6 separate regions of the Mus musculus genome follow, and all the other regions are linked to region 1. The links are chromatin contacts, called in public HiChIP or PLAC-seq and promoter capture Hi-C maps. All regions are on one chromosome and are shown on one strand. Each heading gives the region's core, a stretch centred on a gene start, on an enhancer-like site or on the middle of the called end of the contact. The rest is flanking DNA. Distances are from core to core; before and after follow the strand shown. Region 1 holds the start of Clpb (ClpB caseinolytic peptidase B). Region 2 holds the start of Art1 (ADP-ribosyltransferase 1). Region 3 holds the start of Atg16l2 (autophagy related 16-like 2 (S. cerevisiae)). Region 4 holds the start of Il18bp (interleukin 18 binding protein). Region 5 holds the start of Stard10 (START domain containing 10). Region 6 holds the start of Numa1 (nuclear mitotic apparatus protein 1).

Evidence for each region. HiChIP or PLAC-seq counts read pairs in DNA pulled down with a chosen protein or histone mark. Capture Hi-C pulls out chosen DNA fragments and counts their contacts.
Region 2: an H3K4me3 HiChIP or PLAC-seq map of bone marrow-derived macrophages shows a contact between it and region 1, with 7 times the contacts expected there. The contact joins the promoter of Art1 here to the promoter of Clpb in region 1. A contact is called at or near these places in 11 of 39 promoter capture datasets (the C10 cell line, the HPC-7 cell line, cranial neural crest and 7 more), 4 of 484 Hi-C or Micro-C datasets (bone marrow-derived macrophages, cortical neurons, embryonic stem cells and 1 more), 14 of 115 datasets of contacts at active chromatin or transcription factors (the NIH/3T3 cell line, T-cell acute lymphoblastic leukemia, bone marrow-derived macrophages and 10 more) and 3 of 9 other capture datasets (liver, macrophages and pancreatic islet).
Region 3: an H3K4me3 HiChIP or PLAC-seq map of embryonic stem cells shows a contact between it and region 1, with 9 read pairs. The contact joins the promoter of Atg16l2 here to the promoter of Clpb in region 1. A contact is called at or near these places in 1 of 39 promoter capture datasets (hippocampal neurons), 1 of 15 datasets of contacts at CTCF or cohesin (large pre-B cells), 5 of 484 Hi-C or Micro-C datasets (B cells, CD4 T cells, embryonic stem cells and 1 more), 5 of 115 datasets of contacts at active chromatin or transcription factors (the SCID.adh cell line, embryonic stem cells, large pre-B cells and 1 more) and 2 of 9 other capture datasets (adipose tissue and liver).
Region 4: a contact with region 1 is called in an H3K4me3 HiChIP or PLAC-seq map of stem cell-derived neural progenitor cells, with 4 times the contacts expected there. The contact joins the promoter of Il18bp here to the promoter of Clpb in region 1. A contact is called at or near these places in 21 of 39 promoter capture datasets (the 3T3-L1 cell line, 3T3-L1-derived adipocytes, the C10 cell line and 12 more), 3 of 15 datasets of contacts at CTCF or cohesin (the NIH/3T3 cell line, pro-B cells and stem cell-derived epiblast-like cells), 6 of 484 Hi-C or Micro-C datasets (the N1E-115 cell line, bone marrow-derived macrophages, cerebellum and 2 more), 18 of 115 datasets of contacts at active chromatin or transcription factors (the 230-238 cell line, the NIH/3T3 cell line, T-cell acute lymphoblastic leukemia and 13 more) and 3 of 9 other capture datasets (adipose tissue, liver and macrophages).
Region 5: a contact with region 1 is called in an H3K27ac HiChIP or PLAC-seq map of embryonic stem cells, with 10 read pairs. The contact joins the promoter of Stard10 here to the promoter of Clpb in region 1. A contact is called at or near these places in 1 of 15 datasets of contacts at CTCF or cohesin (large pre-B cells), 2 of 484 Hi-C or Micro-C datasets (CD4 T cells and regulatory T cells) and 2 of 115 datasets of contacts at active chromatin or transcription factors (embryonic stem cells and pancreatic cancer cells).
Region 6: a contact with region 1 is called in a promoter capture Hi-C map of liver. The contact joins the promoter of Numa1 here to the promoter of Clpb in region 1. A contact is called at or near these places in 2 of 39 promoter capture datasets (embryonic stem cells and neural stem cells), 1 of 15 datasets of contacts at CTCF or cohesin (pro-B cells), 20 of 484 Hi-C or Micro-C datasets (the Ba/F3 cell line, the C2C12 cell line, the N1E-115 cell line and 12 more), 21 of 115 datasets of contacts at active chromatin or transcription factors (the NIH/3T3 cell line, the SCID.adh cell line, T-cell acute lymphoblastic leukemia and 16 more) and 4 of 9 other capture datasets (adipose tissue, liver, macrophages and 1 more).

What each region holds. Positions count from the first base shown.
Region 1 is chr7:101,662,486-101,665,018 of GRCm38.p6, forward strand. It overlaps Clpb (ClpB caseinolytic peptidase B), which reads left to right and starts at 1,266. Exons shown (of 16, transcript NM_009191.4): 1 at 1,266-1,728. The coding sequence starts at 1,326.
Region 2 is chr7:102,100,481-102,103,013 of GRCm38.p6, forward strand. Art1 (ADP-ribosyltransferase 1) reads left to right here and starts at 1,263. Exons shown (of 5, transcript NM_009710.4): 1 at 1,263-1,311.
Region 3 is chr7:101,300,815-101,303,347 of GRCm38.p6, forward strand. Atg16l2 (autophagy related 16-like 2 (S. cerevisiae)) reads right to left here and starts at 1,274. Exons shown (of 18, transcript NM_001111111.1): 1 at 1,087-1,274. The coding sequence starts at 1,213.
Region 4 is chr7:102,016,963-102,019,495 of GRCm38.p6, forward strand. Il18bp (interleukin 18 binding protein) reads right to left here and starts at 1,270. Exons shown (of 7, transcript NM_010531.2): 1 at 1,148-1,270; 2 at 635-702; 3 at 325-389. The coding sequence starts at 352. Rnf121 (ring finger protein 121) reads right to left here. Exons shown (of 9, transcript NM_029211.3): 9 at 2,175-2,533.
Region 5 is chr7:101,319,847-101,322,379 of GRCm38.p6, forward strand. It overlaps Stard10 (START domain containing 10), which reads left to right and starts at 1,267. Exons shown (of 7, transcript NM_019990.5): 1 at 1,267-1,506; 2 at 1,868-2,187. The coding sequence starts at 1,981.
Region 6 is chr7:101,968,574-101,971,106 of GRCm38.p6, forward strand. Numa1 (nuclear mitotic apparatus protein 1) reads left to right here and starts at 1,270. Exons shown (of 25, transcript NM_133947.3): 1 at 1,270-1,396.

The sequences.
Region 1 (2,533 bases), core at 16-2,515:
GAGACTTGAGTGGGACAGATGCAAACCAAGGCTTAAGACCTATTCTCAGCCAACAGGCTAATGGAAAGCCCCAAAACCTGCTTTAACAATTCAAACAAGCCAGCTAGGCACCACTGGATACCAACCAGCAAAGTACCTGGGCCTGTCAGAAGCCCTGGCAGCCCAGACAAACTGTTCCCTCGATCTAGCTCAAGAGGCTCTAATGCAAGAGCAGGAAGCATTCCGCCTACAAGGCTTTCTCTGTATCCTCTAGATCAGGAGCAACTCTATGGAAGGTACAGCTTTGAGCCAGGGTAAAACAACACCCCAGACAATCCCAAACCCAGTTTTGTAATTCTGTGAGACACAAGGGGCCAGACACAGATATATGAGTAGCTAATTGTCAGCTAACTACAGAAGGAATCAACTGAAACACAATTCATAGATTCACTATTATGTAACAAACAAGATGGCTCAACTATAAAAGACACTTGCTGCCAAACCTAAGGATCTCACACACACACACTCACACACACACACACACACACACACACATCTTTAAACACACACACACACACACACACACACAGTCTTAAAGTCTTTTGAGACAGAGTCTCTCTGGCTCATAACCCTGACTATCTTGAAACTCACTATGCAAACTAGACTTTCTCAAATTCAGAGAGATCTGCTTGCCTTTGCCTGGAATGCTGGGATTAAGGACACACACCACCTTTCCCAACACTCAACATCTTTTTGAAAAGCAATAGCAACTCAGAATAAAAGTGGGGAGGGGTACAAGTTACTTAACAGGTCTTCATCGAAAATGCAATTTTATTTAAACACTAGGGAAGTTGTTCTAGGATTCCTGTATTTTGATTTTCGATATTTTGATTTGATATTTGATATCTTACACAGTTGGGGCTGACCTAGACCAAGAATGTGATTTTGACCCAGACCTTGAATTCCCGTTCTTTCAGGTTCCCACCTTCCAAAGGCAGGGCTTAAAGTTCTGTGTTAATACAAATACGGGGCTCTGGAATCTTGAATCCTAATTGCCACGCCCCACCAGAGTTTTCCTTTTTGCCACGCCCCTCTGCCCGAACTGCATTTCCCAACATTCTTCCAGCTCCGCTGTCAGCGGTCATTGTGATGTCATTCCACAGCCCTCGGGGAAATGTAGTTTGTTTAGTCTCCAGCTAGAGAAAGATCTGGGGCTGTGGACTACCACTCCCGTGAGGTAGTGCGCAGTCCCACCTTATAAGCGGCGTCTTCGAACGCGCCGCGGCAGCCATGTTGATCGTGGCTAGCACAGGGGCCGGCACCAGCGGGTTTTAGAAGCAGGTGTCATGATGTTGTCCGCGGTGTTGAGGAGAACCACGCCAGCGCCTCGGCTCTTCCTAGGGTTAATCAAATCTCCATCTCTCCAAAGCCGGGGAGGTGCTTACGGCCGTGGCGTTGTCACCGGAGACCGCGGGGAGCCGCAGCGGTTGAGAGCTGCCGCTTGGGTGCGCCCTGGAGCATCTTCTACCTTCGTCCCCGGACGGGGGGCAGCCACCTGGGGGCGCCGTGGAGAACGCACCGAGATCCCATACCTGACTGCCGCCTCGTCGGAACGCGGTCCTAGCCCCGAAGAAACACTCCCGGGACAAGACAGCTGGAATGGGGTCCCCAACAAGACGGGTCTGGGCATGTGGGCCTTGGCCATGGCGCTGGTGGTTCAGTGCTACAGCAAGAATCCATCCAACAAGGGTGATTATGGGGTCAAACTGGGTTCAAGGGAGAGGTGGGTGGGTGGGTCATGACTCCTTTGGAAGGTTGAAGGTATTTGTAAATTTAAACCCGCATAACCTTACCTTGAAGAAACCCAGTTACCTTCTGCTGCCAGGAGCAGCAGATGGAAAACTCACTGAAGTTACATCATTTCCCATCGTAGGTCTAGCACCCTCTTTGGGATCAGTTTGTATACAAGTATAATTGGGGACATTGGACTGACTAATTACAGCCCGGTCCTTTTATGTACCAATATTATATCTTGTCCATTAGTCTTTCAAGAGGTCTCCAGGAAGCCTCAACAGCTTTAGGGACCGCCTCTACATGTTTTTCTGCGTACATAGGTCCAAGGAAGGAGGACACTTGGTTCTGGTGCTAGCCTGACCCCATGTTCCTCTCTAATCTTAGTTTCCCCACTGTCTAATGAAGGCAAGCTCTCAGTGCTCTAATATTTTGACCTTTCCTGGAGTTCAGAGTCTGTTTAGTTGCTTAGAGTTTTGCTTAGTGTCATGTTTAAGATGAGCTGGATACTGTGGAGGGTGTGTGTGTGAAGCCTTGGGGGACAGGGAGTTGGCTGAAAGTTGCTCTCTGGAGACTTACAGCAGTGGGGGAGGGAGGGAGGAGGTGGAGGTAGCTAACTCAGATTGGCTTCTTACCTCAGTTGCTTAGAGTTGAGCAGGAGCTGCAAGGGTGGCCTGGCTGAGCCCAACCTCTCAGGTTTTCAGTTGTCAGTGCCTGCCTGTCCCATGCACCCCAGACTCTGAGATTGTTGAACAAGATTGGA
Region 2 (2,533 bases), core at 13-2,512, 440 kb after region 1:
AGCTGAACCCATGTTTGTAAACACAGCTTTCTCTCGCACCTCCCTTGTGCTTGACTATAAATAACCTAGTTCTGAGTTCAGATGCCCAGTTGGGTGTAATGGGAGAAGGACCCAGCTTGCGGGAAGGTGAAGGAGGGACGTTCTTAACACCAAGGGTTAGAGATGCCTCCTGTTGGGGCCACCATTAGCATAGGATAAGGCCTCTCCAGTCCAGCTCATGAATTTACCCATCACCACCCTTTACCACCTCATATTGTCAGCCAAATAAAGTTTCCTTCACCCAAAAGCCTCTTTTCTCCTCCAATCCTTCCTGAAGGCTAAAGAGAAAAACAAACTATGTCCAGCAGTGATCCCTTCCTTCCCTCCTGACCCCATCCTCCCTTTCTGGGAGGAATTCAGGTACTTGCAGTTTCTGGGACAGCAGATGCTGTGTGGGGGCAGCCTATGGCTTGGGGATTTTCTTATATCCTAGCACCCGGAACTCCAAGAAGTGGAGTCAAATCTGGTCACGTGTGGGTCAGGGATCCTGAGAGGGGCAGCATCCTCTCAGGTCACACGGTGAGTCAGAGATCCAGCAGGAAGCTAGGTTCTTTAGGGCAGAACAAAGCTTGCCCTAAACAACATGCATTGTAAACTTTATATGCCCCAGTACAGGGGAACTTCGGGGCCAAGAAGTGGGAGTGGGTGGGTAGGGGAGCAGGGTGGTGGTGGGATATAGGGGGCTTTCGGGATAGCATTTGAAATGTAAATGAAGAAAATACCTAATAAAAATTTGAAAAAAAAAAAAAAAAAAAAAAAAAAAGAACATGCATTGTGGTGGTACATGCCTATAACCCTAGCAATCGGCAGGGAAGCTGGGGCAACAGGATTGCTTCAAGATCAAGGTCAGCCTGGACTTTGTGAAAGAAAGTATTAAGACAACAACAACAATTAACCACCACCACCACCACCACAGAACAAAATGGAAGGAGAGATGTGTGGAGTTGGGGTGATCAGAGTCCAGAACCAAGCCTGGTGAGAGGGCTGCAGCCCCATCTCCTCAACACCCCCAACACTGCCCTCCACACCTCTGTATTCGGCAGCTCTTATTGTTTTGGGAAGAGCTTTGGCCCAGGTCACACTGGGGTGAGGCTAGTGTTCCTGAGCCTTGACAAGGAGACAGCTTGAAATAGACGAGTGTCACATTTCTGAGCAGCTGTGTGGCGACAGCAGGAGGGGTAGGGAATAGACAGTATAAAAGAGAAAGCTGCCCTCCCTGCCCTGTCTATCCCAGGAGACCAGGTCAGCTTTGCCCGCCATGGAGAAGGCTAGGTAAGGCCAGAAGGCTACCTCACCTCCTCGCATAGGGAGCAGGGAGGGAACTTTTTTGATTTAAAATCTATGGTATTAATAGTTTTAGGGATCCTTGGATCCCAGGAAGGTTTGTGGATGTGGGGAAGTTTGGGGTTTTTGAGGAGAGCCTTGGGGTCATATTCCCTGAAGGAACTGTTGAGTGAGGGCCAGAAAAAGGAAAACCGAGGGTCAGAGGATAGGGGATGCAGCTCCCTTGCCTGTGGAAAGGGATTTTTAAGCTGGATTCAGCTCTCCTGTGCCAGAGACTAAGTTAGAGGCCAGCCTGGGATACCTAACAAGACCCTGTCTCAATAAAATAAGATAAAAAAAAATAAAATGAAATGAAATGAAATAGGGAGAATTCCCAGTGTCCCAGACCAATCTCTGCTGCATTTCCCCCGTGACACTGGTCACCAAGGAAAGCAATCTATTTACTCTGAGGTGCTGTCTGATTGGCAATGCTCACACCGCCTCTTAGCCTGTTTACCAGAGACTGGGGGGAGGGGAGTCTTCCATCACAGACTGAGCAAAAGGAGGCCAGAAGTGACTGTAGAAATGAGGGTATGTGGTGGACACAGGCAGGCTTTAGCGAGGCTTCCGTTCTCTAATGGACGGGAGCCAGCGCTGACAGATAGGGTGCGCTGTCTGGACAAGAGAAGAGGTGGGCTTCCACGGATTTTCCGGGATTACTGACTGGGGTCATCATCTTGCCTGAAGGACATGGAGGGCTCAGCAGCTGAAGCTGTGAGACCTGAGCTTCACTGCTCCCAATGCTCAGGCTGCTATAAAACCTCTGGCAGTGGAGGGCAGAAAAATCACCCTGCCCAAAGAGGTGATTGACATATCTGCCTTCAGAGTGACAGAACCTGACTCAAAAGGGAACACATGGACGCCAGTCTCTCCATCCCAGCCCAGTTACCCATGAGCATCTGCAGGTCTACCTGAAGCTGGGTGTTTGTAGATTTTACTTCCTTCATCAGCAAGTACTCGGGTGACTTTGCCTAGTCCTGGCCTGAGATCAGGGATTACTGCCGGTTCCTACACAGGTCAGGGGTGGGGCTTGGGGCGCTCAGGAGAAGTCAGCACAAAGTGATGTAGAGCCCCCAAAGGATTCTGGGGCTTTCTGAAAGAGGTGGGCCCTGAGCTAGGCCTGGAAGAGGAGGAGGTCAGGACAGCTCAGGGCAGGGAAATGGCAGAGCCT
Region 3 (2,533 bases), core at 24-2,523, 360 kb before region 1:
AGGCAGACTGAGGCTGCTAACCTCAGGCCAGATCCTCACCTCCCTTCCTTCTCTGTCTGAGGTTCCTGGACCCTGACAAATTCTCAAAACTACCTGAGACCACAAGGCATTGCAAGCACCCCTACCCCGGCATACAAGGTCACAATGTGCCTCATTTGCAAGTAAGAAATCTGAGGTAAAGGACTTGAATTACCCCAAACCACAGACCTGGGTCTCTAGGTTCCCAGTCTTGCAGTTCTCCTGGGTGGTCCCTCCCTTAAACCGATAGTCCCACTGCCCATCAGAGCAGTTGGAGAAGTGGGGTTGTCTGGAGGTAGAGGTATCCAACCCCAAGAGAGGGCCAGCCCTCACAAAGTTCCAAGGAAAACAAATTTGATTGCGTGGGTGCATCAAAATTAGCACCAAGTGAGGAAGAAGTAGGGAGTATGGTTAGACTTTCAGCCTCAAACACACAATCACAGTCCACCAAAAGGCAGTAAATACAGATGCACTCCAGTGTTCCTCGGATGGAGTGCACACATCTCCTCCTCCTAGCCAAAGTGCCCAGAAATAACCACATGAGAATTTAACTTCCGCCGCGCGACAAACAACCTAAAGGAACCCGGAGCCCCATTCGAGCTACGATCCGCTAGGCACTGAGGTACTCCACGAACGTACGCCAGTATAACCTATCCGTACCAGAACCTACCAGAGACTTTCGCTCCTTCCTTTCAGCTACCGTGGCTGTTCTGGCCACGCCTGCCTTCTTTAACTGGGCTCTGGGACCAAATGGACTGACCAGGCCTTGCCCTAGGGACGGCCTGAAAGAAGGACTCGACAAAACCATCACTGAGACAGAGCTTGTGTCTAGGATGCTCAAGGGAGGCAGAGCTGAGTCTTTGGGGCTAAGCAGCACCAGAGCTGGAAACAGCAGGCAAGCCAATGCGGAGAGGGGCGTAACAGGTTCCAAGACGCAAAGCCCTCGGGAACCGTGACGGCGCCGCTGCCCTGAGTCACAAGTCGAGTGGCGGGACAAGCCCTCTCCCCGAGCGGGGAGTCCCACCTCCTCAAAGCCAGTCATCCCCGAGCCCCCAGGGACGCACTCACAAGCCGGCACTAGCTCCAGGAAGAGCGCCTTTTGCGTGCGGTCCCGATGCCGCAGCTGCCGCACGATGTGGCGCTTCCAGACAGCGGCGGGCGCGCAGGGATCGCAGGGGGCGCCAGGTCCTGCCATGGCCGCCGAGTCCCTAGCGGCCGCGCAAAGCTCCAGCCCGAGCAGGGGGGCGGAGCCTCCCGGGGACTCCATGACGTCAGGGCGGCAGCAGCGGGGAATCCCCGGGCTGTACCAAGCGCTTTTGTCGGGGAGATCTGGACACCTCAAAGCAGGTGCTGCTGCGGCCCAGCAAAAACCCTCAGTCCCAGAGGTGTGCGTTTCTGTCCCGGAGTAAGCAGCAGGGATTGAAGCCTCCCTGTCGCCTGTGGGCGCGTCCAGGGCGGGGCCTCAAGGTCGCCTTCCTTAACCTCTTGGTGCCTGGACCAGTGTCAGAAGCTGAGGATGCAGAACTCACTAAGTTACCCCGGAAGGGGAGACCCTACCACCAGGGGCTGTACAGAGACAAGCACCAGGCACAAGCAGTCTAAGAGAGAAGACTGCCTGAAGGAGCCCCACTGTCACCTACAAGGTGACAGTTGAGTGGGGGTTTATGAAGGACCAACTAAGACCGTTACCCAGAGGGAGCGGAGACAAAAGGACTCTTAAGCTCTGGAAAGAACAAGTAGACATGGTCTGATGACATGAAAATTTCCAATGCAGGCGGGCGTTGGGAGTAGCTCAGCGATAGGGTTTTTGCTAACCCTGCGCGGGGGCCTAGATTCAAGGTCCAGCGCTTCAGAGTTGTTAGGACAGGACGCAGAACTGTCCGTGGGAGGAGCAAGATTTAGAGGTCCAGTTGGTAGCAAAATTTAGGGCTCTAAGAAAAGACTCCGTTTATCTGGAAAACCCCAGGCTCAGAGGAGAGAAGAGGCTTCCTCGTTTGCAGCTGTGTGTAGTAGGGAGCTGAGCTAGCCAGCAACCCAGAGTTCTAACTCAGGGCCTATCTGCTGCCTCTCTTGGACAGCACAGACATCTCTTGTGGGTACATTTGACAGTGAATCTGGGCTCACGGGGAATTGTAATGAAATTGTCTCTAGCAAAGAATTCTGCAGATACAGGCTGTGGTAAAGAATGACAGGAGAGGGCTGGTGAGATGGCTCAGTGGGTAAGAGCACCCGACTGCTTTTCTGAAGATCCGAAGTTCAAATCCCAGCAACCACATGGTGGCTCACAACCACCCGTAATGAGATCTGACTCCCTCTTCTGGAGTGTCTGAAGACAGCTACAGTGTACTTACATATAATAAATAAATAAATCTTTAAAAAAAAAAAAAAAGAATGACAGGAGAGACTCAGTGGGCCTAGCCTTACAATATGACATACTGAGGAAGGTTCAGCTTCAAGCCCTGTTTTTAGCTAGGGAAGGCAGACCTGGTTATCCCTAAGAAATAAACCGATGGGA
Region 4 (2,533 bases), core at 20-2,519, 350 kb after region 1:
CTGTAAATAAAACTGAAGCTCAGCTTTCTAGCACCCATCTTAGTTGGGGACAAGCTGCTACCTGGGTAGGAACAGACCTCGACCCAGATACTCCTAGGTTCTCACCAGGAACCTGAGTGGGTGGAGACCGTTTAGCCCCCACCCCTCGGCTCTGCTGAATGTAGTGCAAAGGAGCCTTGAAATGGAGCCAGAACCAAAGTAGCTACATAGGCGCTTACAGCAATGGAAGAATTGGATGGAACTTCCTTGGGGTGGGGGGTGTTGGGTAGCAGAGTTAGCCACATAGCTCCATTCCTTTAAGAGCCACAAAGCCTAATGTCCCACCTGCTGTCCAGCAGTGTCTCATGGTCATGATGACTTGCAAGCAAGTCTGGTGTCTGTGACTTCCTCTGGAAAAAAATAAGTAAAAGTCAGCTAGCCCTACATCTGTGTTCTTTCCCTCAGGCAGTGTTACTGACACCCATTTGAGCTGGTAGTTTAGAGGGCAGACCTGTAGCCACCAGCTGGGCTATCCACACTTAAGGCACTGCTGGTGTTAATAGTAACAATTTTCTCTCATACCAGCTCCAAACAGCACTTATATAACTTATACCCCCTTAGGAAGGAGAGAAAGTACTAAAAGCCAGGGACTTACCTGGGAAGCAACAGTCCGTTTGCCAGCTTGCCAGCCTCCTTCTGGGAAGGGCAGGCAGCAGTCAGCTTCTAGGAAATCGAGCACCTATTTTCACTTTCACTTTCTTAGCTAGGAATCCCAATCGAAAGCAGGCTGTTCCGAATGGGCCCCTCTCCAAACTCACAGGAATCCTCTATCTACCTCACCCCTCTCTCTAAGGTTAGCGAAGGGGTGAGAAAGATGAGTCTCTCACAGGTCTGTACCTGTCTTGCCCCTTCCACCCTTCACAGCCAACTTTCCTTTCTCCAGAACAAACTCCAAGGAGGCAGTATTTATTAGTACTGGGAACCCCAAATTGAACCACTGACCTTTTTACATTCAGTGCCTCACTGGCCCATTAATATCGTAGTTTCTCTCAAGCTCCCCCACTCCCATCCCTCACCCCAAGGTCAGGTGTATCACTTAACACCAGCCTTCACACACAGCCACAGCCACTTGTACAGGTTCGTTTTCAGTAAATTTAGATCTTCCTACCTGGCTCCTAAGCCCCGAATAGCTTCTTGGAGCTCTAAGGCTCAGCCAGGATAGCTGCCTGGCCCCAAGAAAATCTCACCACAGGAAGGAGCAACTTCCCTGCCTGGCTCGTGTACAAAACTCCCAGCCAAGCGAGAGCTGACCCCAAATAGCCAGGAAGGCACTTCCGCAACACTGGCTCCAGTAGCTCAGAGACTGGTACTTGGAAAGAACAAAATTAGAATCAAACAAAACCCTGAAGCCATGCTCCCTGCATGTGCCAGAACCTCTTGGGGCAGAACGACCAATGCGCACACTTGGGGCAAAGTGCTGTGCTCTTAGGTCTGTGATTCTGTCACCAGAGGGTAGAACTGGTGACAAGTGGGATGGAGCAGGTTGGAAGGACCTGTGGGAATAGATTCATACCTGGTTCAGATGCAGGAGGCTAAAAGCTGTCTTCTATGTGGCACAGTCACATTTCTTTTGAGCAGTCCACCTACCCTCTACCACCTAGGTTGCTGAATTCAGGGCAAAACTCCCTCAGAATCCAGGATCTCTAGGAGTTAGGTCCAGAAGTTGTGCATCCACACACAGCCATTGGGGGATTTCTCATTCCACTGGGGTTTGGGTAGGGGTGCAGGACGAGGAACTGCACTGTACCTTACAAGACTAAAGGTAAAACATAGACGTAGCCTTCACCTTAGGGAGAGGGGAGGACAAATACCAAAGGAAGAGTAGCCTGTCTCTTGGCCTTCTGCTCAGCTCTCATTCCTCTGAGGATGGAGGGAAAAAGGAAGCCACAGCTGAGTAAGAGAACAGGCTGAGTTGTGGGGGTATCAGGGTACTAGTCTCAGACTGGGGGTGAAGGCCTCAGGGCCCCTGATGCCGTAGGACAGGAGACACACACACACACACACACACTCTCACAGAGGGAGGATGGGTGAGAAGGCAGGACCAATGGCTCCAGGTTCCGGCTCTCAGGTGGGATGCAAGAAGCCAAGATACCCCAGGGGGCCCGGGAAAGAGGTGGCAAAAAAAAAAAGGCAAATGCGTGTCCAGCTTTGCAGCCAGCTCATGGAGCTTTATTCAGATGTGATGACAAGATCCTGTTTGGTTCTTGTTGCCTTCAAATGGGCCAGGCCAAATTTCTCTAGACACCCAGTGCTGCTGACCCATGATGCCCTCCCCCTTTCTTCAGACTTCCAGGACTACAGTTAGGCCTGCTCAGAAGTCCCCTTTCAGAGCCCATCTTTATTCAGGCCTCATTCTGCCTATGCACTCACCATTCTTAACGTCAGGCCTGGGAAAAACCCACAAATGACCAAGCCTACCTAGGGACGTTTCCTGGGCTGGAATCCCCTCTTAGCTTCAAGGGCACACTGATGACTGGCAGAAAACAGAGATCCA
Region 5 (2,533 bases), core at 17-2,516, 340 kb before region 1:
GTGCTACCACATCCAGTTTCCTGCTTATTTTAAAAGTGGGCATGATTTACAAAGATCTCAGAGCCCTGAGCACTTCAGGGAAAAAAAAAAAAAAGCACATCTATTTGTGAACCTACAGTGCTGAGTCTGCGGTTTTCTTTTAACACCTGTAAGAAAAGAAATCTACATGGTGGAGATAAGAGGTGACTTCTGAGGGACCAGGGGGAGAATGCAGAGGGCACAGAAGGAGCCTGGGTGGCAGAGGCTTGGTACTCTGGCACTGGTGGGAATAGCCATTAGCAGACTCTGGTACTACTAGGTCAGTGGTAGTCACTTATTGCTCCTAATATCCAGAGGAGCACACCAAAGGCTTTCCCTGCTCGTCTCTGGCCCAGACAGTGACAAGACTGCCATGCTCATACTGGCCTGGCCCTAGCTTTCACTGGGTAGATGGGACAGGGCTCCCAGAATGGAAGAGTAGGCAGAAGAGTTAGTGGACAGAATTTACATCAGGCTACAGAGTAGAGCTCTGGTCCACTCTATTCTACAGAGGGGTGGAGGGGGCCTGTGCTCCAGTGTTCTGCAGCCCTGTGCTTTTGAGAACTGGTCTTCGCCTAGGGGAGGTGTGGGTAAATGGCTGAGAGCTAAAGAGGGGTGGGTTTGGAAGCTGCCAAATAGGGATGTAAGAGGTTGCTGGCTCAGGACCTCTCTCTGGCCAGAGTGAGGCTGAAGTGGAAATTTTGCCAAATTCTGGCCAGCCTTTGAACCTTGAGCCTTTAAAGTCGGATCAACTTCCGGCTGGGTTTGCACACCCTACTGGAAAATTGAGTTGGGTGTGTGGAGGAGGCTTGTTATGCTCTTGGTTCTTGGGGCTTGCAGGCTGTCGCCATTTCTAATTTAGTTACTGAGGGGCTGTCATCCCTATTCCTGCTAGTTAGTCTTTCAATTGTCATGAGGGTGTGTGCCCACCCTTGAATCTCTGAAGTGTTGTGTGTGTGAATAAGCTGTTGCAGAAGCGTGTACCTGCAAGGGTGGGAGCGAAGAGTAGAGAAGAGGCTCTCAGTTAACTTCCAGAATCTCTCTTGGCACCTCAACCTTACTCTGAGAGCCCAGGCTACTTTGTTACTTCGCTATGTGGTTCCTGCTCACAGGTCCCCGGTCCTCTGATAGTCTACATCTCTCCCCGGACTTTGCCCCTTCCCCGGGGCTTACGGGGGCGGGCGCTAGGACCCGGCGGGGCGGGGCGGGGCGGGGCTCGGTGCTCCCGCAGTTCTTACCTCCGCAGCCTGGAAAATACCGAGCGAGGCGAGCGGAGCCCGGGAGCCCCGAGCCTAGCGGGAGGGAGGAGGGCGGAGGGGGCGCGCGGGGCGGGGGGCGCGGAGCGGGGCGGGGCCGGCGGCGGGACCCACTGCTCCTCCCCCCAGGGTCCCCGCGCGGCCCCCGGTCGCCCGGGCAGCGGAGGCAGCGGCGGCGGCGGAAGAGCTCGCACACCGGCCCCGGCGGGCCCCGGCAGAGAAGCCCGCACAGGTGAGACTCCGCCACCACACCCGCCCCCACCACGGCCCCGCGCGGCTTGCTGCTGAGTTAGTTGTGCGAGTCCGGCCAGCACCGCGCGAGGACTCCGTGCCAGACCCGCACTTGCGATCCCCCAGAGTCCCGCCCGGCTCTCGCGGGCTCCTGCACCCGCTACGCAGCAATCCTACTGCCGCTCCAGGGAAGTATGAGGTCGCTCCTTGTGGGAGGGTGGCCCAAGTGACTGTCCTGTGCCGGTGCACAACCGCCTGGGGCCAGTACCTGCCCTTTTCAAGCTGTCCGCTGGTCCGGGACCCCGGCTAGCCCCACCCGCGCCCCCAGCGCACTGACTCTGGTCCCCAAACCGGTCTTGCAGGTCCCAGGAAGGTGGCGTCAGCATCTGCAGCCGCGTCGACGTTGTCTGAGCCTCCGCGGAGGACCCAGGAGAGTCGGACTAGGACCAGGGCCCCGGGCCTCCCCACGCTCCCTATGGAAAAGCCAGCTGCCTCAACAGAACCCCAAGGGTCTCGGCCCGCCTTGGGCCGTGAAAGTGTCCAGGTGCCCGATGACCAGGACTTCCGCAGTTTCCGGTCAGAGTGTGAGGCCGAGGTGGGCTGGAACCTGACCTACAGCAAGGCCGGCGTGTCTGTGTGGGTGCAGGCTGTGGAGATGGATCGAACTCTGCACAAGATCAAGGTAGGATTGCCCTGTGGTACCTGCAGCCTCCACTCCTCCCGAACTGTCTCTCACAGGAATCTCCTCGCCCATACTCAGACCAGGGACCCATAGAGGGGTGCATGTGAGCTCAGAGTCTCCTAATATAAACCAGAGGACACACATGGGCCATATGACCCGGGTTCTAACCTAGGCATGCCTGTGTGTTTGGGAGATGGGTGATGGCCAGGTACACTTAGGGGAATAGTGTCTCTCAAAGGTCTGTCTTTCAGAGTAGCTTCTGCTTGGACCCTTAGTTTGACCCACTAGGTAGGTGAACGGCCCACTTCCTCCTTCACCCGGGGTTCTCTAGCCCGCGATGGGTCTT
Region 6 (2,533 bases), core at 20-2,519, 310 kb after region 1:
TGCCCTCTTCTGGTGTGTCTGAAGACAGTGACAGTGTATTCACATAAATAATAAGTCTTTTTAAAAAAGTCATCTTAAAGTTGAGTGGTAATTTACCTGCTTCATAAAGAGGTGTTGAAGCCTAATGAAATGATGCCCAATAGGTCAGTAGGATGGTTTGAGGCATGTTAGTAGGTTCTTAGTAAGCATTAGCTACTATCTATTATATCCTGTTTCTTCTTCAGACCCCCATCTCCTCCTCACATGTGATTCACATATGCCATGTACTTTCTTCCCGGTACAGTTGCTCCTCCTAGTTTTGTCTTGTTTGAGATAGGCTGTTACTCTGCCTTGGCTGGGCTGGAACTCTAGTAGTGAGTGGATCAGGCTGGCCTTCTGCTCCAACCTCCCACTTGCCAGGACTGTAAGCACACAGCACCATGGTGGCTTTGAGTCTCCTGCTTTTTGTCAGCTTCTTTCTCCTCAATGCTTCTCATTCCTCTTTTAACTATTCTCTACCATCCGTGTCCTCAACACCTTCCTATCTATTGGGTAGCCTCCTAGCTCACCTTGCTGCCAGAGAACCATTTTGTCAGGTTAATCTGGCTCATACCACAGCTCTCTGTTAAAACCATCCCAGATCCTTTATTTGAATCCTTGAAGTTCAAGATTTCCCAATTCTGACCTCAGTTCACCTTTGACACCTGGTCTCTCACTGCTACCACACCTTTCTGCTTTCTTCTCCCTTTCCCGAGAGGAAAAATTTGATTTTGTGCTTGAAGATCCAGATTAAAATATTACTTCAGTTTTCTAATCCTTCCCTCATCTAAACTGGTTAGTTTCCTTACATCTTTTATATGAGTTAACATGTACCATCTTGGGATAAAACTTGTAGTCACTTCTGATCTGTGGAATTGTAACCCTAGCTCAGACGTTGGGTATAATTCTTGTATGGGTATTAACAATATTTAATAGCAATACATTACACATACTTCATTAAATGTTTCTAGTTGTAAAGTGAGGGAATTCCTTTAACTATCCCAGGAGGTGTCCAGTGGGTGGCAACGCTGTCGAGATCTTGTCTGAGTGTGACATTTCTTTTAGTCATATAGTTGCAGCAGACTCTGAGGATGATGAGTCCCTGTGCCTGTTGAGGGCTCTAGCCAGCGCCTGCCATACTCAGAACTGTGCCTTGGCCCCTCGGCCCCTCCCCACAAATGCCCACAGGAACAGCGGATTAGGTTCTGGCAGCACAGCTGGGATTTTGGCGGCCATTCCAGTCAACAATAGCGCAGCTATCGGGACAGAAGAGCGAGGCCTACGCTCCGCGGCTAGAAACTGCCTGGGCCGCTCGTTTGGGTGGAGGAGTGGGAGGAGCAGGCACACAGCATGGCATCTTGGCCTTGCTACGCAGAAGGTAGGGGCTGAAGAGATTCCCTGCGGAGAACAGGCTAGGGTGGCCAAGTCCTAGGGCGGGCAGGCGGGCGGGCAGGCAGGGCGCTCTGAGGAGGCCTGCGCTTTGTGTGGCGGGGAGCCGGCGGGCGGCCGTGCGCCTGCAGACACGCCCCCCTCGCCGCGCCGCAGGAAGCTGCCCCTGTACAAGGCCTGCGCCGTGCGGCTCCCCTGCGCTCGGCTCCCAGGCTTCCTCTGCGCCGGGCGCCTTTCCCGCCAGGGGCTGGCCGTGGGTTCGGCGGCTCTGGGCCTGCCCGATAGGGCTGGTCTCGGAGGTGGACAGGCCGTCACTGCTACTGCCTTAAGCCCTGCTGGAAAGCAGCGAAGGGGGAGTGTCCTGGCCATCTCAGGTTGGTGAGGCCGGCCACCGCGGGTGCGTTTTTGTGTGTTTACGCCACAGCCTCCAGCCCTTGCTGCGCGTGCTCTCCCTTCAGCAATGGAGCCTGCGGGCTTGCGCCCTAGCCACTCTCCCCGCCCCCGCACGTCCTGCTCAGTTTTTAGGGCACGGGCAGGCTTCACCTGGGTCCTCCTGGTAGGCGTCGTCCCCCCCCCGTCCCCCCCCCCCGAGCTCTTGGCTTCGCTGTTGCTCCCAGACCGCGCGGAAGCTCGCTGTGCCTTTAAAGAAAGCAGACTCCTGGCTGTGACGCACTTCTGGCTGTCAGCCAGGAAGATTGCTTCTGCCTGGCCGACTGAGAAGAAACCCAACAACTTTTCTTTTGTGTGTGGGGTTACTTTCCACTGCCCCCCCCTACCCCTGTCCTTTCAAGATTTAAATGCTAATGGCGGATTAAAACCTGTAGATACGTTTGGCTTTAGGAGTCCGGTAAGGCCCCCAGCACTAAGACTTTTTCTCCCTCACTCTTTCTCGGGTTAGTTTTGTTTTGTTTTGTTTTTTCAAAAAAATGGACGAGAGGGTGGGGTGGTTCATCCCCCTCACCTCCCTTTGCTGCGCCATCCTTAGAGGGGAGGGAGAGGAAAGGGAGAGCAAGTAAACACTGAGAAACAGGCGCTGGCCCTGCGCAGAGCTTGCCAACATCCGGGAGTTGGCGCCTTTCTTTCCCCTCATAGATGTCAGCGTGTTTTTGTTTGGAGGGAGTAATGT